Regions from separate parts of the Danio rerio genome. Here regions 2 and 3 are each linked to region 1. A link is a contact called in public HiChIP or PLAC-seq data. All regions are on one chromosome and are shown on one strand. The core of a region is the stretch at or near the end of the contact, and the rest is flanking DNA. Distances in the headings are between cores, read along the strand shown. Region 1 holds the start of mdh1ab (malate dehydrogenase 1Ab, NAD (soluble)). Region 2 holds the start of dynlt1a (dynein light chain Tctex-type 1a). Region 3 holds the start of abch1 (ATP-binding cassette, sub-family H, member 1).

Region 1 (4,902 bases), core at 1,084-3,583:
CATAGAAAGTATATTTTAACATTATATTGAAACATCTGTTTATGTTTTGCAGAACAATTAACCAAAGAGTTAAGGTATCAGAAAAATATTAATCTGTAGACATGTTTTGTACTTTAAATTAGGACAATAAACATGCGTTATGGATTTGACGAAAGGTTTAGAGTATACAAAATTTTTTGTAGAAATTCTGCAAAATAAACTGCACAACCCAAAAGAAACTATAATAATCAAAAGGATATGAGCTGGCTCTCTATAGAACAAAAATTTTTGGTTTTATTTAATTGAATATTTTCACATTTATGAAGAAAAAGTGTTGTCACGCATGTGACATCTCTCCGTTATGGATGTGATAGATGTGAAATTACCACTTGTGTGACTTTGGTAAATCAAATAGAATAGTTTGAAAACATTGACAGGGACATTTTTGAGTATTTCCAAAGTACTGTAAATACTTGTTCACACACACAACAAAAAAAACCCTGAAACTGTTTCCGTTTTTTTGGTGAAAACTTTTTTTTTTCATGGCAAGGTTGACATTTGCACTGAATTGCTCTAATATATATTTTTTTTTCCATTTGTCACTATAGAAAGAGTAGCCCCCTTCCCCCACATAGGCTCTAATGTTACTGTCAATCTTCCCATTCCATTCTCTAATAGGGACCACCGTTAATAAGTCTAGCAGCCCTTTCAGCTGGGGATCATATGGCTAACCAATCAGACTGCTCTGTGCTCTTGTCATTTGTGCAATGAAAACACAAGCCTTAAAAACCGCAAGACTCGCACAAAGCTTAGAAAACACAGGGCCTCATAACACTCATTCTACTGTATGCGTGTACCTCTCAGAAGTGGAAGGGCGCAGTCCTGCAGCTCCATAACAACACCCTCCAGCACAGGCAACATGGGAGTGATGTCCAGCAGAAGCAAAACGAGAGGCTAAAGAGAGAGAGAGAGAGAGAAACTGATCATAAGAGTGTGCCTTGCATAAATGCAACAATAAATGACACATGAAATAATCTCATCAGGTGTTTGTCAGACATATATGGAGCTTATTCTTGGAATAAGTCAAACCACATGCTGAATGACACAACAGTGTTTAATTGGTTGTGACGGGCCATTGCCTAAGCCAAATCCTGCTTCTACCTGATCTTTACCGAAGACATCTCCCTTTGCAATGCCGTACAGCAGAGAGTATGCGATCTGTCCTGCGGCACCGGTCACCAAGACTCTAATAGGCTCAGACTATAACAAAAAAGGAAAATAATTATGAACAACTAATGTGAACAAAGAAAAGAGTTATATATGACAACATTCAGCCAGTAGAGATGAGCAGGAAGCTCATGGTGTTAGAACATATAAATAGTCCTGGCAAACTCTGCCAGACCTCAGAATGACGTGCTGAGTGGGATATTTTTAAACCGAGAGACATTTACTCAGTTCTTCAATTAACTCACTTTCTCCGCTGCTTTCACTCATCTGTTGCAAATTAATCATATTTTGAATTAATAATTAAGACTTGTACACTGAATAGACTGTGAATGCAATTTAAAATTACGAACGATTTAATAAAATACCACATGAATACAAAAGTGCATGACTCTTATTGTCTTATAATAAGTGATTAAATGATCATTATACAAGTCTTTGTAATTTAACAGCACAAACATAAAGAAAATAGCTCCTGGTATTATTCGACTCAAAGCTTTGACGTTAACCTCGCAGTTTCCATAAGCATGATAACGTATTAACAACAAAACGTGAAATTGTTTTAAAACATTAGTTGCAATATGAAATTTTCCTACCATTTTCTGCTGGTTACGAATGACAGCTGCTCTCCCACTACTCTGATTGCGGAGGTCACCCCTATTTTCCTCACGAGGCAACAAGTTGCCGTTGCACCTGCGTTACAAGTGCCTCCTGGGAAATGTAGTTTTTAGTTATCATACAGGCGTTCATGTTGTTAAGATAAAAACTACAGTTCCTATAAGCAAGTATAGTAAATCACAAACTAACAGATGCCTCTACCATGAGTCCAAGGGGACCTCCGATTTAAGTTTGCAATTCTGTTCTTTCTAATTAAATTGTGTTAGAAACATTATTTGCACTTAAAACTAAAAACGTAATAAAGCAGTTACTGATTTAATGGTTTACTTTTAATTATTTAAAAAATGTGAACGTGCAATTTGGTTAACGGAGCATTACACAAAAATAATCAAAAACATTCCCCGTAAAAACCTTAATATGTGGTGTTCCTTGGGATTTTTATAACTCATGCATTTAGTCTACGCACACAAATCCCGATCCTGACTGAAGGAACAACCCGGAAGATATTGGAGTTTACCGTAATATTTGGAAAACAACGCAGGAGAAAAAGTAAAAGCTATGGAGATTACAGCTGCGTCCGTTGCTTAGACACACTTGAAATCATGAACATGTCTGAAGTTAGCGACTGCTAATATTTTAACATATCGTGAGAACATGTTTTAGTTAAATTTAGTTACATTTACATTTTTTATTTGTGCATTTTTCCTAAAGTTATATTTATATGCAGTCGTCTGACAACAAAAACTCTGCACCTGCGGCATCAGTTCAAGTAACGTTAGCAGGGGATCAACACATTATTGTAAACTTATCGGTAAGTCTATTGATGAGACAGTCAAAGCATCCTGTGCATTATGTGGAGTGTTTAATAGTGGCGAATCCTGTATGTACTGTATGTATGTGGTCTTTTAATTTTGTAATCTGTAAAACATTATTTTTCCGTTATCGAAAATGGAAACATGCAGAAGTCAGATGTTTCGGAATCTACTGTATCGACTTCTCCCCCATACGTTGTCCAGACAGGGTTCACTGTTGTCGGCTTGATTGAATTCTGTACTGGCTTGTGTTTTGTAGCTGTAAAAGATCTTGGAAAACATTAGTAAGTAAGTAGATAAGTGGTTGGTCTCATATAAAAGTTGTATTTTAGACTTTGCTATTTGTACCTTTTTATAAACCATTTACAACGAACGTCATTCATGTTTTTGCCTACAAACAAAACTAAAAATGAGAAAAACCACAAATGTTTCATGATTTTGCTTCACTGACCACTATTTAAGCATTTGTTATACAAATGGTGCAGTGATTAATGTGGTGAAAACATACTATCACATTTGCTATTATTGAATCATGGTTCATTTCAAAAGGTATTATAACATATACTTGTAATTAATGTATGATATTGTTAAAATAACTTTACCCTTAAAAAAAATTGTAAAAAAACAGATAATGTCCTTGGCCTGACATTTAACTGCAGTTCTTCATTAAAGATGAAATTTGATTAATGAATGGTCCTGTTAAACAAACAGCGTTGATTGATTGATTGATTGATTGATTTAGGGGTTGGCTGATCATTCATTTCTTAGTTTTATATATAAATCGTACTCATTTTTGTTTGTTTTTTCAGTAAGGCATTATCTCTCTCTTTGTGAAAAAATTTGGCAATAATGTTAAACTATCTAAAGTAGGCTTTTGTAGCTTCTATTAAAAGGGCTTATTTCATTTTGACAATTCTTTTTTTTTTTTAATGGAAAATATTTATTTTCTGTTGGAGAATTTTTAGACAGTTTATTAGCCATATAATTAATACCAACTTGATTCTGTTTGAAAACGCATCCAAGAGCAGCTGTATCATAAACACTTCTATAATTTTTGTGTCTTTGACTACCTCCTATTGAGAGGGCGAAATAGGGCGTCTGTGTCAGTTTAGAGCTGTGAGGACCCCTGCTTAGGGTGAGATAGATGATCTCCCTCTGCATTTTACATGAACTCATTACAGGCTCATTACAAACCGCCTGACAAAGGAGCTGAGGATAATGTTGCTTCTTCATGTGATGTCCCAGAACAGAACAACAGCAAACACTCTTCTCCATAACACAGCGGAGAGGAGCTGTCAGTTCATAGGTGCTTTTTGATTCGTTTGAACAACTGTAGTTAGATTGTTAGATTGAGTTTTTATCCCCACTTGTATTTTGGATGGAAAATTATATATATATATATATTTTTTTTTTATATAAATTATAGAATTTATTTTATATATGTGTCTGAACCTGCCTTCCTTCTTGACTTTCTTGTATTTTCTTTCTCTCTGTCCCTCAGGCTTTTTCTATTGCATTGTGTACAGTGAGACTGGTGTTTCTAAAAAATGTCCAGTGTGGTTCACCCGTACAATACTGTAATGCATATTAATAGAAATTGCTTTAGTAAAATACTATAATAAAGTTTGATTTTAATTTAAAAGTGTAAATCATGTTTGTTAAAAATAAAAGTTGAAATACTGATGGTAATTTAAAAAGTAATTGTTAATTATAAAGTAATATGATGTAATATAATATAAAACACATTTTTTAAAGCATATTAAGGGTTTCCTCATTTCAGTCCTTGTTGGAATAAATGAAAGATTATATACACCATATTGGCTCATTGGGAGGTTTGGATAACTTATAAATCAGTGTTGCTCTTTCTGATTTTTTTTTTCATTTTACTAGGTGAACCATTTCAAAAGAATGATTCATGGTAAATTGAGCATAACTCCAGACCTTTTTCTGAAGCTTATTGGTGATAATTAATAACTCAGTGTCATCTCATGTACATACAATTTAATTTCACTATCAATTTAATGTATTTACTAAAAGTGGTATTTCCAGGAAATACAATTAAATACTATTTATTTTATATATTTGATAGTGGGTAACATGTTTATTTAAACTTGTATTTTATTTGTATCTTAATTGTTTATTATTTCTAAAACTAACGTAACATTTAGCTATCTATGCATCTGATAGCTTTGAAAAACATATTTAACCTTTAAATCACATAACCTTTGGTCTTAACCATCACAGTGCTGTCACACTGGTAAATACAGTT
Region 2 (4,902 bases), core at 924-3,423, 220 kb before region 1:
ACATTCAATTAAATATAAAGAAAACAAGGGCAGCACAGTGGTGCAGTTGGTAGCAATCTCGCCTCACAACAAAAAAGTTGCTGGTTAGATAATAATAAAAATAATAATAATAAACAGAGATCAGGATAAGAACATAAACAATAATTTAAAAAGTTGTTCTTAATGAACAAGACCTATTCTTGTTCAAGGACACTTTTGAAATACTTTCTTGATCCACTTCAAATGTTGACTTCTGTACTGTAAGAGACCAAGCCTACCTCGTACTCTGGACCAAAACCAAAGTGAGCTGTCAGATGCCCAGATAATTTCCAAAGGAATGGGATTCCACCAAGGAGCAGTATTAGCTACACAATACAGTGTGAGAGAGAGAGAGAGAGAGAGAGAGAGAGAGAGAGATTAAACATGCTCAGTAGATAAGAGACAGAAGCAAGTGGTTTAAAAAAATAAAATAAAAAAACTAAGGAACCACAATATTTTCCCTCCAGAGGATTAATGTGAAATTTGCATTTGAACGCTACAGATATCAAGTTTTCAGAAGACACGAAAAAGTCTCTGGATCATACTTGATAAAACTACGACACATTTAATGACACTGAGTATTCATTAAATAAGGGTATTTTGAACATGAATTTCTGTGGGGGTAGCGTGGTGAGGCAGTGGGTAGCCCTGTCGCCTCACAGCAAGAAGGTCGCTGGTTTGAGCCTCGGCTGGGTCAGTTGGCGTTTTTGTGTGGAGTTTGCATATTCTCCCTGTGTTGGTGTGAGTTTCCTCCGAGTGCTCCGGTTTCCCCCACAGGTCCAAAGACATGAACTATAGGTGAATTGAATAAGCTAAAATTGGCCATAGTGTATGTCTGTGAATGAGTGTGTATGGGTGTTTCCCAGTGGCGGGTTGCAGCTGGGAGGATATCTGCTGTGTAAAACATATACTGGATAAGTTGGCGGTTCCGTCTGCTGTGGTGACCCCTGATAAATAAATGGACTAAGCCGAAAAAAGAATGAATAAATACATTTCTGTGGAGGAGGGTTCATGCTCACCGTGCCTTCAAACTCAGAGTATAATCCAGACCAGAAGCCAAAGTTACTCTTGTCCAGCTGATAGAGGCGAGACTTTTCAAAGGTCTCTGAATCCATAATCTTGCCCAGCTCAGTGGGCACATGAACTGTAGCCCTGTAGATCTTTCTCTGTCAACAAATAAACAAGTCTAGATAAGTTTTTACACACAGTTTAGGTTTAGCTCAGCATTTTAGTGCATCAAAGTTCAATTTCACAGACTATACACTGACGGGAATTTGAATACAAAAATACAAATAAGCGAATCAGAAGTGAAAAACATTTGTTGACTTTCCACAATCACAACCTAGAACAAAACAAGCACAAGCTAACCTGTCTATAGGCGAGGTAGGCCTCCCAAACATACACCGTCCATGAGAAAAACAGGACAGCGTAAAATATCTTGTCTTCAACTGATAATGCAAGAATTTCCCGGAGCATTGTGACGTCTCGACAGTTATTTGTTGCTACTGTTAACTATCCCGGCGGTGTGCAGTATTACAGCAGATCCTGATCATTCAAGACAGACAATAATCTTCCTACCTACCCACAGCTAACAACACGATGTTTGTAACTTAGGAAACCGTGTCAATATACTGAAACACTACATGTAGAGATGCAAAAATAATGTAAACTCATTGCTCGATCACTTCCTTTACCCATTCATGTGAAATGTGTGTAACCCCAAACTGTGTTCGACCAAACACAACACGCGGATGAAACTGGTCCCTATGGTAGTTCTACATATTTTTTTATATTTTTATAATTTATGAAATGATTTTGTAGTTTGATAAACCGGTTTGATTTATAGAAACAACTACAGATATGCAATATATTCGTTTAAATATGACACTACAATTAATTAAATGTCAAACGCTAAACGAAACGAATAAAGCCAACTAAGAGATTAAAACTTAAATTCATAAGACATCTTATAATACGTGTATTTCTGGGTGTGCTTGTTCAAATTTAAATACAAAACTAAAAATTGTTAAGACTCCTGGTTGACAACAAACCGTTTCTTGGTAGCAACGAGTTGTTAGAAGCCGTGATTACTATCTAGGGAGGGAATGACAATAGTCTTGTCTCCGTAGAAACTACAAAACATTCAGAGAAGTGGCGCAATGGACGAGGATCAATCTGAAGAGGTGATTAAGTCAGATACTTAAAAAAAAGGGAAAAAAAGAAAGTTTTATGTACACGTATTGTAATTTCTACTTCTATATATTTGTAGGCCTATATTTAAAACATTTACATGGTTCTGTATGCCATAACTATTGCGTACAGGCGTTAACTAGCTTACGTATTTATTCTCCAGACTACATTTGTTGTGGACGAGATTACCACTATTATCAAAGAGGTAAGCGCATGTCATTTCAATTTATATATATATATATATATATATATATATATATATATATATATATATATATATATATATATATATATATATATATATATATATATACACACATACATATCTATATATATATATATATATATATATATATATATATATATATATATATATATATATATATATATACACATACATATCTATATATCTATATATCTATATATATATATATATACATACATACATATCTATATATCTATATATACATACATACATACATATCTATATATATATATATATATATATATATATATATATATATATATATATATATATATATATATATTTGTGTGTGTGTGTGTGTGTGTGTGTGTGGCTAAAGTCAATCCTAAACTTTAAGGCCTAGTTTCACAAACAGGGCTTAGATTAAGCCAGGATGAAGGCTTAGTTCAATTAGGCTATTTAAGCCACATTTATAAAAATGGCCTTAGAAAAATATATCACTGGTGTGCACCTGGAGACAAAAAAAGACACTGACGTATTTTAAGACATCTGACTGCAAGTTATTTTGAGTTGAGAAAGCTCAAACAAGCAATTTAATCTTGACTAGCCTTAAACCTTGTTTGTGAAACCGGGGTAAATGTAATAACTTTTGTTGCACGTGTAAGTGTAAATGTTACGTTTCAAAAATCCCTAATATTGTGACATCTTTTGATGACAGACTGTTGAAACCACCATTGGAAACAATTCATACCAGCACGAAAAAATTAATCAGTGGATGTCAAGCATTGCAGAATTAAGCTTGAGTCAGCTAACTAAATTAGGAAAACCTTTCAAGTACATAGGTATGGTAACCATATTTAGATAAGTTATTATGTAAAGGACCTGAACCAAATCCATGGTTTTCTGTTTGTTCAAACAGTGACATGCATCATATTGCAAAAAAATGGGGCAGGTTTACACACTGCCAGCTCGTGTTTCTGGGACAACACTACAGATGGTAAGGCTATTTGTATAATTGATCAGAATTTTAGACGCCAACATTTCCAATAACAATTGTAATCCAAGCATGAAAATAATTTATTGAAATGGTCTTTTTTTCTTTTTCTTTTTGTTGTTTTTTTTGCACAGGGAGCTGCACAGTACGATGGGAGAATAAAACCATTTACTGCATAGTTAGTGTTTTTGGGCTTGCCATTTGAGGATGAAGGTCTAAGGATTCCAAACATATTTTATGCAATGCTGTACTTGTTAGATCTGTTTCACAAATAAATTTGATTTGCAATTCTAACTCTATACATTTCTTTTATCAGTGTATATAAACCACCCCAGATTGTGAAATCAATTAAAATTACTTTTGTTACAGAAGTGTAAATGTGTATTGTGTATGCAATAAGTAACAGAACATGCATTTTTGAAATTATTTGTTGTTCATTTTTTTATTTGACCTTATTTACAGATATAAACATTCACAACTTAACAATCAAGGTACCTAACCTTGGCAGCAAAGAACCAAAATTGTATCAATGATATAAAAAAATACTATGAAAGTCTCTCAAATAAAAAAAGTGGGCAAGAGTTAACCGTCTTGGTGCCCAGCAGAGGCTTATACTTTAGTTTCAGAGGGCAAGAGATCGAAAATGGAGGCAAAGGACTTTGGCCTCTCTAGAACCACCACAGGCTTCAGGAACTGTAGCTGTTTTATAGCTTGGTCGCCACACCCCCCTAAAGCTCTCTCTAAAATCATACGGAGATTCTGAATAGAGGTACACTCTCCTTTAGAAATCAGATGCCTCAAAGGGGATGACCGAAACCTGCGGCTTCGAGAAATGGGGGCTCCACTTTCAGTGTTCTCCTTGACTGAGCAATTTCGTCTGAAACAATCTCGCCGGCGATTTGGATCAGGCTTGAGGCAAGGATTAGAAACTACTGCAGTCCATGGTTTTTCAAGTTTGATCTCCTCATCCTTGTCTTTAATGAACTTCAAGAATGATGACTCGAAGCCCATAGGTTTGTATGCTGCAATGTCAAAAGCCCTTGGGGATAGACTGTGCTCTACAGGATCCATTGGGACTGGAGAAAGAGGGACTGGTGGTAGTGGTGGTTCAGAGAGCTCATTCTTTCGTCTGAGGGGCTGCCGAGTTGGGGTGGGGACCGATATGGAAACACTAGAAGGAATATTAATAGATTTACTGTCTTTACCAGAAGCTTCAAATGAACTTTCATCAACTGTGATTCTAAGTGTAGCAGGTGGAGAGAGGTCAAGTGGTGGGGGGCGTATGAGGGGAGGTGCTGTTAATTCAGATTCTGGCTCATCTTTGTGGTTGAGACTCTCTTCAGAAACAGGCTTCTCGGGGTTCCCGCTTGACTTTGGGGAGCCATAGAGCAAATCCTCAGCTTCAATGAGCAAACTTCTGTCAGGGAGCGGCTCTTCTGAAAACTCAATCCCTTCTTTCTCCTTTGAATCTGTTTTGATCGAATGGAGGCTCATT
Region 3 (4,902 bases), core at 959-3,458, 180 kb before region 1:
AAAAAGAGATTTTCTGTTCATGTAGGTGTTGATCCAGAGATATATGAACTGACTACAGCTAAAATGGAGAACAACACCACTGGTCGCAACATTGCAGATGCATTTACAAAACTTATGGAGTCTATAGAGAAAACCAAACCAACAGTCAGGTTAGAAAAACATGCATGCATGAATATACACACTATTAACATGCCTAGACCTTTTGAGCTCAAATGAACGGCTAGTTCACAGCTCAAAAGGTTAAAATGGGGTGTGACCATAAATGAGTCAATTCTCATTCTTTCTGTGTCTGTTGACAGGAAACCAGAAACAGATGAAGAGATGAGCGAAGAAGCAGCAAAGGTCATCTCACTTCTCCCTGACCTGTCTTTCATGAAGGCCAGGGTTTTAATGTTCCCCTCCATTTTAACGCCAGCAGCCAATCACACATAACCAATAAGCTTCGAGTTCAAAGTCATTGCATGGTCATTCATTGTTTATCGACAGCTACAGAGAACAGATCAAGTTATTCTTTCTTCCAAACAAAAGAAGACCTTTAATATAACAAGCTAATCATTTGAAAGCTGCCTATTTATTGACTTCTGCAGTTCCCACTATATGTGAAAATATTCAATCTGGGTTTGTTTTGTTCTCAGCAAAAGGGACACGCGGCTTTCATATTTTATATACAGTATTTAGACCAGCATATTAACCTTTTATTATTGCTTATTATGATTTTATTTTAGAGTGTTGTTTGTGAAAATGTGAGTACTTTTCACTTAGAGGTGAAATGCAGAATTGCACATTTTACTACTTGAAACCAGACACACACACACACACACTTTTCTTTTAATTTCTTTGTATTTTTAGAATGTCATTAAGTTCAGTTCTTCCTTTAATTGATTCATTTTAGTTTGTTGTACACCAGAAATGTCCAATCTCTGTCCTGGAGGGACAGTGTCCTACAAAGTTTAGTTCTAACCCCAATCAGAGACCCCTGGGCTAGCTAATCAAGCTCTTACTAGGCTTTCTCGAAACATCCTTGCAGGTGTGTTGAGGCAAGTTGGAGCTAAAATCAGCTGGACACCGGCCCTCCTGGACCGAGTTTGGACACCCCTGTTGTACACCTTCATTTTCTTTCTTTCATTTTTATTGTGTGTAGTTGGTTTATTTATTTTGTTTCCAACAACTGACAAGCACACATTGGGGAAAAAAGAGAATATTGTCATGTAATGGTGATAACTTTTAATAAGGGAACTGCTTTTATACTTGTCTTTGGGGTCACACTTTAATGTTTCCATTTAATAAATGTATTTACTAACGTGAACAATACTTGTACAGCATTTATTAGTGAGAGCTAATCATTTAGTAATGGTTTAATAAATGCAAAGTTTGCTTGTTAACATTAGTGAAAGCACTGAGTAAACAAAATGTCAACAAACAACTTTATTTTTATTAACTAATGTCAAAGTCCCTTTGAGGTGTATTAAGTTTTTGCTAACGTTAACAGAGATGGATGAACTATTGTTGACTGTTAGTTCATGTTTGTAAATACATTAACATTAATGGAACAGCATTTTTGGATGTTTGTCTTGTCACTGTATTATTTTAAGCAAGATCTTTTGCACAATCTGATATAATATGAATATGACAACAGAGCTATGGTGTCTTAAAGATAGAAATGGGTTGTAGCTACTGTTCCTGTGGAGAAAAAAAAGTGTATAAATCAATTTGTTTGTTCTGTTGTGTATGTGTTTTAAAGTTTAACAATAATAAAACTAAAAAGCCTGACAAACTCGTTCCTTTTTGGATGGTTTCAGCATTTAAGATCTGCTTGGATGCTGTGTGTCTTTATTGCCAGCCAATCTGAAAGGTCTAGCTGCTCTGGTGATTTGTGTATCAAGAGGGAGTTCCTGTTGCTGTACATTCTGTTCTTTACTTTTATTGTTTGTACACATTAAGTGCAACTGTACCAATGTATTTCTTTGTATATAAATTATATATGTGACATTTTCTGTCCCATAATTCTGCTTTTTATATTATATGCCAGGTAGTATCCATGTTTCATGCAAATAACAAACATGTTTCTATTCCAGGGTGTTTTCTTCCCCAGTGGGAAGCGTTTGGGAAGGCTCTGCACTTGAGAAAACATTAAGGTGATCAGAACTGTGTTTTACACTTTTAAAACTTGCCTCTTAGACGTTTGCGGATTGCAGTTAAAGTCTGGTCAGGAGCAGAATGAGTTAACGCGCTCATCTGCGCGCACTGAACCGAGCAGAGCAGCAGCTTCTCACCGGCAGCATATCGAGCCCCCGGCCCGGTGATCATGTCCGGTAGTGGAACCCATGAAGCGCTCAGTGGCAGCACGGAGATGGAGCAAAGAGTGAGTTATTGTTCTGTCTGTTCCTCTTTTTTATGCTTACGTTTTGCTCTTGCGGAGGCTGAACGAGTGAACTCGACACTTGCGTTAAATGTGATGCAGGTTTTATTCGCTACGTGGTGATTCTGCAGGCTATTTTAGACACGAATGTTATGGTTGGACAGATTCTGTGCATGTTTTTATATAGCTATTTGTTTGGTTAATGCGGAGCGCTGAAGACGGATCGTTTTGCTACTGCAGTGTCTCCTGGTGACGCAGAGGCAGAATGTAATAATTACACATGTCCGAACGAATCGTTCTTTTGGAGTCGGATCTTTTCATTGAGTCGACTGAACTAGTTTTGGAGTAACATCATCACCATGTATTAATTTTACGAATAATTACTACACGGTTATAATTTAAGTTCTGACTAAACTTAAGAAAATGTTATTTTAAAAAGAACATCATTAGACATTCAAGTAGTATAAAAAAGATGGTCAGTCTAGGCTGTAGTATTTTGAAGTAGTCTTAGAAGAATATTCTGTCTGACAACACTAACACCGTGGACCGTTTTGGCTTGTTTTAATTGCTTACATTGTTTTACTTATCTATTTAAAAATTCAGTCAAAATGTTCTTCACTCACCATTTTTTTTTAAAGATCGGAAATATAATTTGTAAATTGAAATGATTTTTCACTGTCTCTCATCAAATTAGTTTGAAATCACAATATATGGGGAACACAGAGCCGGAGCCCCAGTGAAATTAAATGACAAATGAAATACAAAAGACCGATTAAACTGCAATATTCATTTTTATTGCCGGTTACATTAATATGTTTACGCTGGATCATGGAACTGGAACATTAAAAACTTTAAAAAACAAGATATATTAGCATAAATTAGTCAACGTTCAATATCAGATTTGCATTCATAGTCATAGAAAGCATATGGAATACGAGTATTTAAATATTTCAATTTGCCTTTAATGTTTACAATTAAGTATCAGAATATATGTAAAATAATGTTCCTTTGTTATCCAGTGCAGGAATTTTATGTAAAAATAAATCGATTTTATTCAAACCTGTACATATAAAATACATTTTATTAGATTTAGCACCATTAAAGCATGTTAATTTAATTTATTGCCCCGGGTGCAAAGGAGTATCTGAATCGATATTGAACCACTTCTTTAAAACGAACCGTTTAAAAGAACCGATTCGCGGAAATGAATCAGACTCCATCAGTTAAGCAGCACTGGACAATATTTCATTGCAACAAATCTCATAAAACAACACATTTTTTTGAAAAATCTCATTATCCTCCTAAAATAGTTCTCTCGTTAAGTCAGTTTTTACAGATGGCTAAATTATTGCGCTGTTTTCCCTCTATGATTTCCAGCAACACTTGTCACTGTTCCACGATTGCTAGGGTATTAGAATGACATCTGAGCTGTCCAATTACAGACTGCTTCTATATAGCTTCTCAGACTCGGATTGGCTAGTGATGGGGGCAAGCTGTTCAGAAGGCGGGGCTTGTCGATTAACTGGTAGAGGAGACAAATAATATGCGCAGCTACTGACAGCCTGTGGCCGGCGGTTACTGAACGCTGCGCATCGCTGCACCTGACATGAAATAACGCTGCAGCAGAAAACAGCGGGTTTCCCAACCGGACAGCTGGACTGTTCATTTTTCTTCAAGGAATTTAAAGCCTTGGTATAAAATTTCTCTTTATCTTTGAGTTTTTGAGTCGATGGTTATTTCCAGTTTAACGGCTGTGCAGAATTTACATACGTTCGTTTGCACTTGCATTATGAAAACACATTTCATCTTATCGTAACTTGTGCTTTCTAAATGTATTATAGATGATTATGATGTATTATAGATGATCGTCTTTAGTTATATATTAGAGATTAAATTTAAATTGAAAGCACGTAAGAGCTCATGTAAAAAGCCAAGTTGTTGGAAAGTTTGTCTAAAGGACGCAAACAGCTCGTGAAGCTCCAGGCAGGTGCTGTGACAGAGGGAGGCGCTTTCTTCAAAACAATGAAGAAACTTAAAACCAAACCAGTTCAGCTGCTCAAAAGAACTGTGTTGTAACACAATTGTCAGCTGATTTCACATTGTCTCTACACAACCATTTGGTTTATTAAACTGTTTAATTTTCGAATTATCTTAATCATTCTGCAGTTTAACTGTACAAGCATTGGTCGATGATGATTAAAGGGGAAGGGTTCTCAGAAACCAGAGCTTTTTCTATAAAGTGAGTTGATCTTTTTGGGGGAGAAAACACTTATTTATTTAAGTATTAGAAACTGAAGTATTAAAATAAATATTTCTGTGAGTATACAGTTTTATAAAAGTGTGTTTTTTAAAATAATTTTTGTAAAGTTTTCTTCATTTGGTGACTTCTTGTTGTTTTTTCAAATATTATATTTATTATATGGTTTATTTCAAAAACAAGTACAATGCTAATTTTTAAAATATATTTTAAATATAAGCCACAATATTAAATAAGTCAAATGTTTGTTGCTGGACAGTCTGTTATGAGCAATTCCATTCAAATG

What was found. HiChIP or PLAC-seq counts read pairs in DNA pulled down with a chosen protein or histone mark.
Region 2: a contact with region 1 is called in an H3K4me3 HiChIP or PLAC-seq map of gastrula embryo, with 2.9 times the contacts expected there. The contact joins the promoter of dynlt1a here to the promoter of mdh1ab in region 1. A contact is called at or near these places in 2 of 18 Hi-C or Micro-C datasets (caudal fin and hematopoietic stem cells) and 2 of 4 datasets of contacts at active chromatin or transcription factors (embryo and gastrula embryo).
Region 3: an H3K4me3 HiChIP or PLAC-seq map of embryo shows a contact between it and region 1, with 5 times the contacts expected there. The contact joins the promoter of abch1 here to the promoter of mdh1ab in region 1. A contact is called at or near these places in 1 of 18 Hi-C or Micro-C datasets (caudal fin) and 3 of 4 datasets of contacts at active chromatin or transcription factors (caudal fin, embryo and gastrula embryo).

Annotation. Positions count from the first base shown.
Region 1 is chr17:25,763,580-25,768,481 of GRCz12tu, reverse strand. It overlaps mdh1ab (malate dehydrogenase 1Ab, NAD (soluble)), which reads right to left and starts at 2,333. Exons shown (of 10, transcript NM_001355553.1): 1 at 2,288-2,333; 2 at 1,800-1,914; 3 at 1,141-1,239; 4 at 837-933. The coding sequence starts at 1,802. The region is part of intron 2 of wdpcp (WD repeat containing planar cell polarity effector); the gene reads left to right.
Region 2 is chr17:25,985,828-25,990,729 of GRCz12tu, reverse strand. dynlt1a (dynein light chain Tctex-type 1a) reads left to right here and starts at 2,173. Exons shown (of 5, transcript NM_001423210.1): 1 at 2,173-2,201; 2 at 2,372-2,413; 3 at 3,132-3,255; 4 at 3,333-3,410; 5 at 3,542-3,701. The coding sequence starts at 2,178. The coding sequence ends at 3,612. It overlaps zmpste24 (zinc metallopeptidase, STE24 homolog), which reads right to left and starts at 1,702. Exons shown (of 10, transcript NM_199892.1): 1 at 1,387-1,702; 2 at 1,038-1,184; 3 at 258-344. The coding sequence starts at 1,494. It overlaps rlf (RLF zinc finger), which reads right to left. Exons shown (of 8, transcript XM_685832.11): 8 at 3,822-4,902. The coding sequence ends at 4,017.
Region 3 is chr17:25,944,647-25,949,548 of GRCz12tu, reverse strand. It overlaps abch1 (ATP-binding cassette, sub-family H, member 1), which reads left to right and starts at 2,208. Exons shown (of 21, transcript XR_012393396.1): 1 at 2,208-2,362. aftphb (aftiphilin b) reads left to right here. Exons shown (of 10, transcript XR_012393394.1): 9 at 26-149; 10 at 300-1,764.